Regions from separate parts of the Sus scrofa genome. Here region 1 is linked to region 2. The links are chromatin contacts, called in public HiChIP or PLAC-seq maps. All regions are on one chromosome and are shown on one strand. The core of a region is the stretch at or near the end of the contact, and the rest is flanking DNA. Distances in the headings are between cores, read along the strand shown.

Evidence for each region. HiChIP or PLAC-seq counts read pairs in DNA pulled down with a chosen protein or histone mark.
Region 1: an H3K27ac HiChIP or PLAC-seq map of alveolar macrophages shows a contact between it and region 2. The contact joins the promoter of PIR here to the promoter of LOC100621626 in region 2. A contact is called at or near these places in 2 of 2 datasets of contacts at active chromatin or transcription factors (alveolar macrophages and skeletal muscle).

The regions. Positions count from the first base shown.
Region 1 is chrX:12,031,455-12,038,870 of Sscrofa11.1, forward strand. PIR (pirin) reads right to left here and starts at 3,175. Exons shown (of 10, transcript XM_005673448.3): 1 at 2,002-3,175; 2 at 68-207. The coding sequence starts at 163.
Region 2 is chrX:12,221,166-12,228,368 of Sscrofa11.1, forward strand. It overlaps LOC100621626 (carbonic anhydrase 5B, mitochondrial), which reads left to right and starts at 2,960. Exons shown (of 6, transcript XR_002340663.1): 1 at 2,960-3,202.

The sequences.
Region 1 (7,416 bases), core at 1,925-4,424, 190 kb before region 2:
AAGCTTCCCCTCAGTGTCCCACAGTCCCTTCCCCAAACCAGCAGGCAACAGCTGCCCAACAGCCTACCTCAGGTCGGCCGATGCTTCTGCGGACCCGGGCTCCGACCCCTTCCGCCTGCTCCCGGCTGAGCACCGAGAGCATAACCACCTTGGAGGCCGCCATGTGCACGGCTGAACAGAAAGTGGTGGGAGGCTGAGCTGTAGAGGCTGGAGGGCAGGGGGAGGGACAACCAACCAGAGATGTCATCCAAAAATGTAAGAAAAACACTTTAAGACACATTTTTCAAAAACAGAGACATTATCAAGGAGGGGCCACCCAAGGATTATAAAACACAGGCGATTAAATTCACACCTGCTCCAAATGCTCAAAGCTGCAATTTATTAATCACTACCCGGCACAAGACCTGGGCTAGGCGCTTTAAAACAATCAAGATGGGGAACACACTGGAGCACTAACTAGGTTCCCAGCGTGTTATTTTGCAATAGCAGCTCTGTCGCTGCCCATGAGGAGGGTTGTACCATAAACTCCAAGAGATTAGTGTGGCGACACAAGGCACGTGGGAAAAAAGCAAGAGCCTGTGACTCTCACCTGAACATGACAAAGATCTTGGTACTGAAAGGGATCTTGGCGGGTCATCAAATTCAAAGACCCATCTACCCCTGAAGTTCAGGCCCAAGTGAAATGGGAAGACATCTGAGCATTCTCATGAAGTCCCCTTGGAGAGCACAGGAAGCTCATGGAGGAGGTGTCTGTACTTCAGGACCCATCGAGACCCTGACTTCAAAAGTACTTCCTCTTCGTGGGTCTAAAGTCTGCTCAACAACAACAACAACAAATCACAAAACGAGTATCCCCTTTCCACTTCAAATGTGTGCAGACAGAACCTCCATCTCTAAAGCTGTTCTCCAAATGATATATAATCCATTCCTTGAAGGCATGTTTGAAATATTCCCACTCAAACCAAGAGAGATGCTTTTTTAGCAAGAAGCCTACACTTGGGAGCCACACAGCCTGGGTCTGCATCCCACGTTCACCACACACCAGCTGTGTGACCTGAAGCCAATGGCTAAGCCTCTCTGTGCCTCACTTTTTCCACCTGTGAAACAGGAAGACTGCCTACCTCGAAGGACTGCAGTCAGTGCACGGAGAATGGGAGCTGCGGCCACTCACTCTACTCCAGCCCACGCCCTCCAGCCAGCCAAGGCTCACTCGGAAGTGCCCCCCGCCCCCGGGGGGCGTGCAAGCAATCAGTACTTACTGGGTGCTGGCCTGTGGGGCACCAGAAATGAGCTCAATATTCCAAGCCCCACAGAACTCTCATCCCCTACCCACGGGCATCTACAAAGTAGTTTCCGTCCCCCGCCTCCCATGTGAACTATTTCTGGGTCTTTCCAGACTCGTACAACTCATTTTTATGCACGTGAAGCACTAAGGAGATACTTACCAGAACGCGAGGCTCTGCAGAAAGAAATGTCGTCTGCAAAGAGCCAAACGGGCAGAGGGCTATTTAAGCATCGCCGGTCGGCTCCCTAGGAGACTCCCCCGAGAGTCCGAAGCGGGCGGGGAGGGCGGCGTCCTGCCAACGGACCGCCTGCGCCGGCCTGGCCCGCCCGGCCCCGCGGGCGCCACCCGGGTCCTCCCTCCGGTCCCGGCGGCCGCGGGGGCGCGGCGAGGGCGGGCTCGCGGGGCGCCGCGCAGCTGCCTCACGGTGACTCAGCGCTTCGCCGCCGGCGGCCGCAGAGAGGCGAGAGCCTGTGGCTCTCGGGGGCCCGGGGCAGGGGCCACCCGCGTTGATTGACAGGCCGCCGCCGCGCCGATCCCTTCGCTCCGCCCCCCGCCGCTCCCTCGCCCCCCGCCGGCTCGGCTGCCCTGCCGCCCCGCGCCCTTCCGGCCCCCGCGGCGAGCGGCGTGCGGGGGCCCCGGGTGGGGTGGGTAGGACGGGCAGGCGTTCCGTTCAGGGCCAAGGGCCCAGCTCGACCTACTAGGAAATGTGTCTTTACCTGGAGTCCGCCGGGTAAGCAGCCCACGGAGCTTGGTTACAAGGGTTCCAATGCGCCCTCCACCACTTCCAGCTGCGTGACCTAGGGCAGGTGGCTTGGCCTCTCTGGGCCCCGGGTTCCTCCACTGTAAAATGGAGATGGCGATGATAATTCAATACAACCTGGTGGGGGCTGTGGTGAGAATTAAATGAGCTTGGCAGGTCCTGAGCGGTACACGATGGCTAGTTGCCCGCTGTTGGCCCCTTACAAAGGGGCGGGAGTTTAGAGAGTTTTCCCAGGGGCGCGTGGGGGGTGCAGAAGCCACTGCGCGGTTTCTGTTCTGTAAACACCCGAAAGCTCATTGCCTGGTTTTGAAAAAGGACCGAAAGTGCCTCCTCTAAAACAGGAGTCGGTAAAGGGCCAGATAGTAAACACCGCTTTGCAGGTGTTCTCTGTGGAGGCTGCTCCAGGGGCCTGGGCAGCAACCAAAGAGCCAGAGGCAACCTGTAAGTAAACGGGCGCAGCTGTTTCAGTACAACTTTCACTATGGTTACTGCAATTTGAATTTCACGTAACTTTTGCTTGTCATGAAGTGTTATTCTTCTTTTGATTTTTTTTTTTTTTTTAAGTTCAAGCACTTAAAAGCCTCAAAACCATTTTTGGCTCACAGGCACTACAAATTAGGTAGTGGGCCAGACTAACCCCTGCTCTGAGAGAACAGTTAGTAGAGGAATAAGGACTCCATTCCTTCTATGTGGGGCTCAAATCCCCCCTTTCCGCTTTACTTAAATGAGTCAAAGCTAAACGAGATAACACACATGAAATTGGTGCAACCGCTATGGAAAAGTATGGAGCATCCTCAAAAAACTACAAATAGAATTATCATTTGATCCAGCAATCCCACTCCTGCGCATCTATCCAGAGCAAACCATGCCTAGAAAAGACACATGTACCGGTGTGTTCACTGCAGCACTATATACAATACCCATGACATGGAAGCAACCTAAATGTCCATCGGCGGAGAAGTGGATAAAAAGATGTGGTCCATATATACAATGGAATACTAGTCAGCCATTAAAAGGAATGAACTAATGGCATTTGCAGCAACATGGATGGACCTAGAAAGTATCATGTGAAGCGCAGTCAGTCAGACAGTGGGACACAAAGTCACATGCCATCACCTATATGTGGAATCTAGAAAGGATACAATGCGCTCACTTGCAGAACAGAAACTGACTCCCAGGCTTTGAAAAACTTAGGGTTACCAAAGGAGACAGGTTGTGGAGGGAGGGATGGGCTAGGGGTTTGGGATGGAAATGTTGTAAAATTAGGTTGTGATGATAGCTGTACAACTATAAGTAAAATTCATTGAATTAAAAAAAGAAAAAAGAAAGCTGCCATGAATACAAAAAGTGCAATGAAATAATATTGCTATTTATCATCATTATACTTAGCTCTGCAGCTGTCTCCAAACAAAACAGAACCAAGGGCGCTCTGTCTGACAGGTTTTGGTTTTTAGTAAATGCTTCTGGAGTTCCCACTGTGGCACGGTGGGTTAAGAACTCAACTACAGTGGCACGGGTTCAATCTCTGGCCTGGCGCAGTGGGTTAAAGGCTCGGATTTGATTCCTGGCGCGGGAACTTCATATGCCACAGGTGCAGCCATAAAATCAAAAAAAAAAAAAAAAAAAAAAAAGCTGCTGCATCGCCTATCAAAAAGTTAACTCCTCTATCTTGAAAGTCTGTGGATTCCGCTCCTCTTCTCTCTTAAATATCTCTTAAACATATCCAGTGCTTCCCATTTTGATGGCCACCATCTATCTTCTCTGCTTAGCAGAGCATTCTCCAAGACACAGGGAAATGGCATAGCTGCCTCAAACCTTCATTGCCCTCAAGCCAAAGCCCTGCGATGTCTTGAACCCAGCCCCACACTCAGCAGGCTGACACTTGCTCAAGGACAAACACACACACACACACACACACCCTCTTTCCATTATGCTGAATTTTTTAAGCTCTAGAATGTGCATTCACCCTCTTACTGGCTTGCTGTGCCTAGAACTTTCTTTCTCCTTGATCTGGCTCATCCCCACTCCTCTTTCAGCTCTCAGTCTCCACATGACTCCCTCTAGGAAATCTGGCCTGTCTGTCCCCTCAGGTTTGGGTGAGATGTTTGATGTGGCGGTCATCCCACCTACAGGTCATTGTTTATCCTCCTTGGGGACACTGTGCCAATTCTGGGTGTGGCTCTGAAATGGCCTGGCAGCTTCTGGTTCCAGCGTCTGGGAAGCCGGCTGCTATGTAAGAAGAGCGAGGACTCTGAGAGCAGCACGCGACGTGGAAAGGTCCTGGAAGAAGAAACGCCGTGTGAGGAAGGGGCCAGAGGCCAAGGACACTGCAGTGCCAGCCATACAGACAAACAAGTCATCTGGGAAGTGGCTCCTCCTGCCACGGGTGCCCCAGCTGACGCCATGTGGACAAGGCACGAACATCCAACTTCTGGACCCAGAGGCTTGTGAGCAAATAAACACGATTGTTTTAAGCCCTTCACGTTCCAGGTTGTACATTTTGTGAAAAGAGATAACTGGAAAATATGCTTTCATGTGGGAAAAAGAAAAAAAGATGAGGAGTTCCCGTCGTGGCGCAGTGGTTAACGAATCTGACTAGGAACCATGAGGTTGCAGGTTCGATCCCTGGCCTCGCTCAGTGGGTTAAGGATCCGGTGTTGCCGTGTGCTGTGGTGTAGGTCGCAGATGCGGCTCGGATCCCGTGTTGCTGTGGCTCTGGCGTAGGCCGGTGGCTACAGCTCCGATTCAACCCCTGGCCTGGGAACCTCCATATGCCGCGGGAGCGGCCCAAGAAATGGCAAAAAGACAAAAAAAAAAAAAAAAAAGAAAGAAAGAAAAAAAGATGAGGTGGATTTTTCAAATCTCTCTGGGCTACAGGAAAACGCTTAAAAATATTTACCCTTTCAGAAAGTGGCTCCGTCCATCTAAATGTTATCACCGAGGCATGTGGCCAGCCAGTAAGATACGAATTGACTGAACTAGACTTGAGAGTTGAAATGCTGCATCCCACTGGCGATGGCAGAGCCTGTGAAGCGCAGGTGTCCCGAAAGTGTCCTCTGTCACATGTAGCATTTAGGACAGCTTCCCAATGCGAGAAAATGGGAGAGCGTGGCTTCCCAGTATGTTTTTACCCACTTCTACTGCTTCTATACTGGACTTGACATACTTTTGATGATGCTTTCGGTTTATCACTTTTTCCAAGCTTCCTTGGGAATCAGAATCTCCTCTGGCTCCAAAACTGAAACAGGCAGGAGAGCTTCCCTTTTTTCTTGAGACTATGGGAGGCCAGTCAGAGAGAGGAGCCAAGCGCAAGGGTGTGAATTGTCAGAACGAGGCCGCTGCGGGGAGCAGGCCTGAAAAGCTAGAAGACCTAAAATGAGAAAAAATCGGAGTTCCCGTTGTGGCTCAGTGGGTTAAGGACCCAGAGTTGTCTCTGTGAGGATGCACGTTCGATCCCTGGCCTCGCTCAGTGGGTTAACGATCGGGCGTTGCCGTGAGCTATGGTGTAGGTCGCAGACACGGCTCAGATCCCGCGTTGCTGTGGCTCTGGTGTAGGCCGCTGGCTACAGCTCCGATTGGTCCCTAGCCTGGGAACCTCCATATGCCACGGGTGCAGCCCTAAAAAGGAACAGAGAGGGAGAGAGAAAATGAGGGGAAAAAGAGGTAAGAAGGGGCAAATTCCAATGGAATATACTGCATGTACCTATAACAAGCATGATTTTGAGATGAGAAATGTGACCCTGCACATGGAGCTTTGAGCACTTTTCGTAACGTCATTTCCCATCCAGATGGAGATGCTGAACAGGCAGCTGGATATATAAGTGTGTAGATACTCTATCAGTTGCTAAGTGACTCCAAATAACACCATTATCTTTGAAGACACCCATGTTATCAACATATTCTATGTGACTTTTTTCCAGTTCTACTCAAACATGTTATTTTTTTCTTTCTGTATAACTTAACTTTCTTCTCAAAAGTATTTTTTTAAAAAATACATGGATATATATATATATTTTTTTTTTCTTTTTTTTTTTTTGCTTTTTAGGGCCGTATCTGCAGCATATGGAGGTTCCCAGGCTAGGGGTCGAATCAGAGCTACAGCTGCCAGCCTATATGCCACAGCTCACAGCAACCCCAGATCCCCAACCCATTGAGCAAGGTCAAGGATCAAACCCGCAACCTCATAGTTGGATTCGCTTCCACTGCACCACAACAGGAACTCCATACATGGATATCTTATACATTCATCATCTGCAATTTTGTTCTCCTTCAAGCAGTCAACTCAAAAACTCTTTTTTTTTCCCCACGCCAGGGATTGAATCCGAGCCTCAGCTGCGACCTACACCACAGCTGCAGCTATGCCAGATCCTTCACCCACTGTGCCAGGCCAGGGGTTGAACCTGCACTGCCAGAGAGAGAACGTTGGATCCTTAACCTTCTGTGCCACAGTGGGAACTCCCTCAAAAAGTCTCTCTTAAAAAAAATCTTGACGAAGGTAAACTGGTTAGCAGGCAGCCAATGGGATTTTTCGTACAGTGAAAAGTAAAAATAAAATAAAACTCTTTCTTACAGATTGGCCAGGATTGAGTAATTTGCTTCCCAGGGCACTCGAGCTGCTGTTCATTAAAGGACAAATCTTTCTAGAATATTCCATATTAGGGATTCAGATTCTCTGAACCCAGGAAATCCATTAGCTCCAAGTCGGGGACTAATCATTTTGTAAACATTCATGTAGGAAGGGCATTAATATGCTCGTGGCCAAGGACATCCAAAAACCGATCCAGAAGGGAGGTGCACACGTGACTTCCATGTCCAACCTCTTGAGAACAATCATGTGCATAGACTCGGTCTGGTCCATTGGTCACGGTGCTGACCCAGAAGCTACTCGTGATCAACTGTTGCATGACACTCACAACTGTGTTCCTCTCTTTCTTTCCCGGGGTTTGGGGGCAGCTTGCCAGAAGAGAATCGCGTACGACCCTCTCTTTTAAGCCACAGCGCCTCCCTAGAATCCATCCCAAGCAAAACATGCCTGGCCGTGAAAGGCCCATTCCTCTCTGAACCAGAGAAACGCAGACACTCAGGTGAGTGAGTCCCCTGCCGTTTCCCTCCGTTACCCTGAGAACCTGACTCAGTTTTCAGCTTTTATTTTATTTATTTATTTATTTTTAAATTTTTTTTTTTTTTTTTTTTTTTTTTTTTTTTTTTTTTTGCTATTTCTTGGGCCGCTCCCGTGGCATATGGAGGTTCCCAGGCTAGGGGTCCAATCGGAGCTGTAGTCGCCGGCCTACGCCAGAGCCACAGCAACGCGGGATCCGAGCCGAGTCTGCAACCTACACCACAGCTCATGGCAACGCCGGATCGTTAACCC
Region 2 (7,203 bases), core at 1,710-4,209:
GCCCTTATATGTGGAATCTAAAAAACACACAAACAAGAACAAAAAACCTAACCCACACATACAGAGAACTGATTGGTGGTTGCCAGAGGCAAGCGGTGGGGGTGGGGGAAATGGGTGAAAGTAGTCAAAAGGTACAAACTTCCTGTTATAAAATAAATAAGTCATGAGGATGTTATATACAGAAAGGTGACTACAGTTAATGTGTTGTATGTTTGAAAGTGGCAAAGAGAGTAAATCTTAAAAGAGCTCATCACAAGAAAAAAGCTTGTAACTATGTGTGTGTGTTAACTATACTTACTATGGTGACCGTTTCACAATATATAAAAATATTGAATCATTATGTGTACCCCTGAAACCAATATAATGTAATATGTCAATTATATCTCAATTTTTTAAAAAAGAGACCAGCATTTACCAAGTCCTTTTCCATCTATAACCAACCCCCTTACCACATCTTCCCTTTCTAATCATTTCTTGTCGCATCCAAAACCAAGCTGAGGAATTTCAAGCTAAAGCTCCTTGAGGCATGTAAATCAATGAAACTGGAACACACCCTCCCGCCATGCACAAAAATAAACTCAAAATGGCTTAAGGACTCAAACATAAGATAAGACACCATCAAATTCGTAGAAGAGAACATAGGCAAGACATTCTCTGACATCAACCTTACAAATGTGTTTTTAGGTCTCCCAAGGCAACAGAAATAAAAGTAAAAATAAACCAATGGGACCTAATCAAATGGACAAGCTTTTGCACAGCAAAGGAAACCATAAAAAACAACAACAAAAAGACAACCTATGGAATGGGAGAAAATAGTTTCAAACGATGCAACAGACAAGGGCTTAATGTCTAAAATATACAAACAACTTATACAACTCAACAGCAAAAAAGCCAACAACCCAATGGAAAAATGGTCAAAAGATCTGAATAGACATTTCTTCAGAGAAGATATACAGACAGCCAACAAGCACATGAAAAAATGCTCAACAGCACTGATTATTAGAGAACTGCGAATCAAAACTACTATAAGGTACCACACCTCACATCTGTCAGAATGGCCATTGTTAATAAGTCCACAAGTAACAAATGCTGGAGAGGGTGTGGAGAAAAGGGAACCCTCCTACACTGTTGGTGGGAATATAAATTGGCACAACCTCTATGGAAAACAGGATGGAGGTACTTCAGAAAACTAAATCTAGAACTATGACCCAGCAATCCCATTCTTGGGCATATACCCAGAAAAAACTTTCTTTAAGAAAGATACATGCACCTGTATATTCACTGCAGCACTATTCACAACAGCCAAGACATGGAAACAACCCAAATGTCCATCGCCAGATGAATGGATTAAGAAGATGTGGTGTATATATACACAATGGAATACTACTCGGCCATAAAAAAGAACAAAATAATGCCAGCAACATGAATGGAGCTAGAGACTCATATGAAGTGAATTAAGTCAGAAAGAGAAAGACAAATACCATATGATATCACTCATATCCGGAATCTAATACACAGCACAAATGACCTTTCCACAGAAAAGAAACTCATGGACATGGAAAACAGATTTGTGGTTGTCAAGGGGGAGGGAGTGGGATGGACCAGGAATATGGGGTTCACACATGCAAACTATTGCCTTTGGAATGGATAAACAATGAGATCCTGCTGTATAGCACTGGGAACTCTATCTAATCACTTATGATGGAGCATGATAATATGACAAAAAGAATGTATACATGTATGTGTGACTGGGTCACCTTGCTGTACAGTAAGTAGAAAATTGACAGAACACTGTAAATCAGCTATGATGGAAAAAATTAAAATCATTAAACAAATTTTAAAAATAAAATAGAAAAAAACAAAAAAGTTTCCTTGGTAAATATTCTTTACTAATTCTGTCAGATTTAGCTACTATTTTCTAAGAGGGGAGGATTAAAGTATTATGGATTTTAAGGAAAAATTGTGAATTTGTCCCTGCGAGTCTGAACATGTTTGTTACATATTTGTTTTACATATTATATTTACATATTTTAGGCAATGTTTTTGGTACATACATGTTGACGCTTTTTCTTCTGTCGGATTGTTTATCAGTAGATAGTCTTTTTCTTTTAATGCTTATTCTTTTATTTGTCTGATATGAATATTAATATACCAGCTTTCTTTCAGTGAATATTTACTTTTTTTTCTTTTGCTTCATTTTTAACTTTTCCAGGAGTTTTTGTTTTGGCATTTCTTTTTTTGTGTTTGAGAATAAAGATGATTTAAAAAAAACAAAACTCCTTTAGGTTTGCTCTGTCACTGGAACACAGTACTCCATAAACAGGATTTCAATGAATAACTAAATGGCTCATGGAAAGGGCCCTTTCCCTAGGAGTGCCATTCAGAGACTTTTGGACAGGAAAAAAAAGCTGGTAATAATAACCTCCTCACATTTTTCCTGTGGACCCAGAATTGTAAATGAAGTAAAGAAGATTAATCTCGGAGCAAGGGGCAGAGATCTTAAGTGTGGTGTTGTTGTCTCCACAGGCCCTAGACTGCAGGAGGGCACTAGGTGCCTAGGAAAAGTCGTGTGAAGGCGACATCAGGAAGTAGAAGGGTGTGCTTACTGCGTGCAGCCAGCTAGCATTTAAAGTCAGCTGAGGAGCTGGTAGGAACACAGTTCCAGTTGGTCCTCAGTTATGTTTCCTATCTGGTTTCTGCTCCTAGAGATGTGGTGTTTGGAACTGGGAAAAATATGAAGAAAGACTGTTTTTAGACGGGGATCAGATATATGCAGGCTTGTTTCACTCTATAAATGGCTCTGACATCTAGCTCTGAGACCTGGGCGACTTAGTTCGGGAAATTCGTGGGCCCTGGCTGTTCCACTCCGGCTTCCCAGGACCAGGCTCCGCCTGCAGAGGGAGAGCAGGAGGCGTGGACCTGGCCAGTGTGCAACTACAAGTGGATGGTCTGAGAATGCGGTGAGCAGCCGTGACGGAAGTGTAGGGAAATGCGCACGCGCGGAGTGAGGGTGCCCAACAAGGATCTCAAGATCTTAAGGTGGGGTGTGCGCTGAGCGCTGGGATTGGCCAAGACAAAGGAGAGGAGAACTTAGAAGAGAAAAAATGGGGCCCAGGACTGAGGGGCGGGGCCTGGACACCGTGGGAAGGAGCGTCAGCGACGGCAAACGTCGAGAGGGGCGTGGCCTAGGCCGAGCCAAGCGGTAAGCCCTGAAATTGTGGGACTTAGGCCGTGAAGAGCGTGGCGCAGCTGCCCGTAAGGGCAAGGCAGATTCGGTCGAGATTGCGGGAGCGGGGAGCTCTGGCAGAGAACGGAGGAATTACCAGAGTGGAAAGCCAAGAGAGGGACACAAGGGAGGAGCTTGGGGTCTGCGCAAGGAGTGTGGCCCGGAGGATAAGGGGAAAGCGCAAGGAAGAAGGGTCCAGGGGCGTGGACGCCGATGGAAAGGCGGTCCCAGGGGTAGTGTAGGGGACGCGAGTGACGTAACAAAAAGGACGGCCCTGTGTAGGTGCAGCGTAAGAACGTACCTTGAACGTGGGGACGCGGCGCGTCCCTGGGGGTGTGGCTTTGCTGCACTCAGGGGGTTCGACAAAGATGGCCCAGCTCCAAGTAGGGATGGGCCTGAGCGGAGGCCAGGGGCGGGACCAAGTTAGCGCGCAGGCGCTTGAGTGGAGCGGGATGCCCGCAGCCATGGCAGCACAGACGTAGTTGGGGCGGAGGGCAGGCGCAGACCCGGACCCTGGCTCGTCGGAAAACAAGTTCGGGTTCCGACGCGGGGAGTTTTGCCGGAGCAGTACTTCAGGCTTTGTCAGGACGTGGGCCGGGCGAACGAAGGCGTGACGTGATTGCGTATATGACGTGTGACGTAAGGGGCGGGACGAGGGGCGTGTTCAATATGGCCGCGCACATTAGCCGCTTCTGGTAGCTAACAGAGGGGTTTACGGTCAGCTAAACATTCTGGTAAGGTCGGATCGCGATATGGAGCGTGGACAGCAGGGGAACCTAGCCTAGCAAAGAGAACAGGCACCCTCCTGCACACGACCAGGTGCTGCACTGGGCCCTGGAACGAGGACAGGTGTTGGTCCCGCCAGGATGTGGGGGAAGAGGCAGGGAATTGCTCCTTTCCTACTCTCAACCCTTTTCCTCCGCTATGAGGTCTTCAGAAAACCACACCGCGTCCGGGTTTTGTGCATTTAACGGTAGAGCAGCTGTTAGAGAATTTTGGAAGTGGGGGACTTGCGGTTTTAGAAACCGGGGCACAGCAAGCTGGCATTCACTACGATCTGCATTGTTGACCTTTTCCCTGGCTATGCCAAGGGCTACGGACGGACTCGCAACCAACCCCAGGGCAAGGGATCAGCGCCGTGTCGTGTGGACACATCTGAGCCTTCTCTCCTCCTCGGTTATTTTTCCTTTCCTTTTCCTTTTGTACCCCAGCCCAGAACTAGAGGGGGGAAGAACTTACAAAATAACGTTGTTAGTGGTTGTGATTCTTTCTGGCATGAATTAAAAAATAAAAGTTACAGCTTTGAGGATGCTGGGAAGTCGTTATTATTAATGTGTAGTTCCCTAGCATTTATTTTTGCTGAGGAAGCTTGAAAAATATGGGGAGATAATGAAGATGTGTACATTTTATTTTGGTTAGAACTCAATTCTTTGTCAACCACTGTAAACCCCATTGCTTTCTCTTTCTTCTTCATCCTTTTGCTGACAGTGTGGCCATCACTCTGCTGTTTGAAGGTCTTGCTGGAATAGGAGAGAAGTCAGAAATTTCTGGTGAAAGAAGCTGCTCCACACACTACCATAAGCTAACCCTGCACATCCGTCAGAGGGGTCTGTGTTCTCAGCCTGCACTGAGGACCGCAGTGCACCATAGTTCACCCTGATAAGGAACTACACTGTTCTTGAATATTTTGGAAATGAAAACTTTTCAACTTTATAAGGCTTTCCTACTTAGCTCAGAAATTGTAAATGCAATACCAGGTCTGAAATTCACATAAAGACCAAATGCAGCAAGGGCATCATTTCTGGGCCTGTACACACCTGCTCTGTTAGCCCTGGAGCAAGGTAAAACCCTCCACTCAGGGTTGAAACACAATAAATCTTGAGCAAATTTTGACTGAATATGAATATTGAGGAAATCTGATGGAAAGAGGGAAATGCTTTTCATATCATTGCAGCAGAGCAGTTAGTTGCAGCACACTAAGCAATTATAGAAATGGAACACTTGGCAGCCCCAGACTGGCATGAGACTCCCAGAGATGTGGGTGACAGTAGGGAGCTGAGCTTTCTCAGTCGAGATACAGAGCTATAACTTCTAATTTAAACTCCAGAGAATTGCAAAAAGTTGTCTTCTTTTCTAAATCAGAAGGTGAGAAAGTCAGTCTGATAAGAATAAAGGACTTTTTTTCCCTATGTAGTTGTAGAAATGAAAACAACCTTCAGTAGCTTTTGTTTGGGGTTTTTTTTTTTTTTTTTTTTTTTTTTGGTGTTCTGCATAAGTATAAGTGACTTAATTGGGTGGGGTTTAAGAGCCAAGGCATTTAACAAATGCACAATCTCTGAATGATTTTAAAAGGCTTTTAGGAGTTCCTGTCATGGCTCAGTGGTTAACGAATCCAACTGGGAACCGCGAGGTTTTGGTTCAATCCCTAGCCTCATCCAGTGGGTGAAGGATCCCGCGTTGCTGTGGCTGTGGTGTAGGCCAGCGGCTACAGCTCTGATTAGACCCCTAGCCTAGAAACCTCCATATGCCACGGATGCTGCCCTAGAAAACACACACACACAAAAAAAGTCTTTTAGAATCTATTCTTTCTGAAAAACTGTAAATAAGGAAAGTGTAAGTAAAATCCAAGGACATAAATAATCAGTGATAGCAAAGGGCACAGGGCAAAGAAAGATTACCTACCCTGGAACCCAGCCAGCACATGGTCACATCTTTCCTGTGCCTGTACTACAAAATACAACTTAATGAGAAAATGTAGTCTACATTCATACATTCCAGGATTCACCTGGAGCCTATTTAATAGTCAGTATTAGTATGTTTTGAATGCTAAATTTTATAATCCTAAGGACCCCAGGTAGGGAGTTAGGCCTAGAGGTGAGGACCCTCTGTGGGATCCACACAGCTCCTGGCGGTCCTCTACTGTGGCAGCCGGGTTTTACATACTGAGTGTTTGTGTCTTACCCCCATGCCCAGTCCATAGGTTGAGGCCCTAACCCGAGTGTCACAGTATTAGGAAGTCGTCTTTGTGAGGAGATTAGGGTTAGGTTATGAGTTTGTGCCCATGATGTGATTCGTGTCCATATATGGCACAGAGCAGAGCCAGCTCCCTCTCGGGCATGTGAGAAGGCAGCCCTCTGCACGTGGGAAGATACCTCTCACCAGGAGTCCGGTGGGCCAGAGCCCGGATCATGGACTTCCACCTTCCGGAACTGTGAGAAATAAATGTATTTAAGCCACCCACTCTGGGGTTTTGACAGCACAGCCCAAGTTAGCCAGGCCACCATGCATCTCCTCTCACTGAGTTCTTTGTGCGCGCTCTCTGGCAGAGTGATGCCTACAACACAAAACCAGGAACAACGGCGAGCTTGTCATCACATGTCCTTCATGTTGCAGTACTTGTCCCAGCACAGGGCTTGTGTGGAGCCGGCGATAAAGAGATCTGCCCCAGGCCTCCGTGGTGCCTTGCGGGGTAGTGATAGGCACTACTGCTTTCAGTGGACACACCGCGAGACTGTGCGCCCCCTTGCTCAGCATCGCTGGAAGTCACATGCTTTTTTTGTATCTAGACTCTTTGGGAAGGACGGTGTGAAGAAATAAAGTTCAAGTCCGTAAGTGACGTGTGTCTTGTCCCCTCCGTGACCCTTTTTGCACATCTGCACCCCAGTCAAGGCCAGATCGCTGAGAGGCCTCCTTTGGCAGGAGAAGGCAGACTCTGAGGAGGCACTAACGCCCGCTGAGAACTGGTTTGGTGTGTGTTTTCCTTCCCATACCACGTGCATTATTTGATTATTGAGATCCAATTCCCATAACATAACATCAGCCATTTTATTTTATTTTATTTGTCTTTTTGCCTTTTCTAGGGCCGTGCCCGTGGCATATGGAAGTTCCCAGGCCAGGGGTCGAGTCGGAGCTGTTGCCGCCGACCTACACCACAGCCACAGCAACGCCAGAGAGACCTGCATCTTCGACCTACAGCA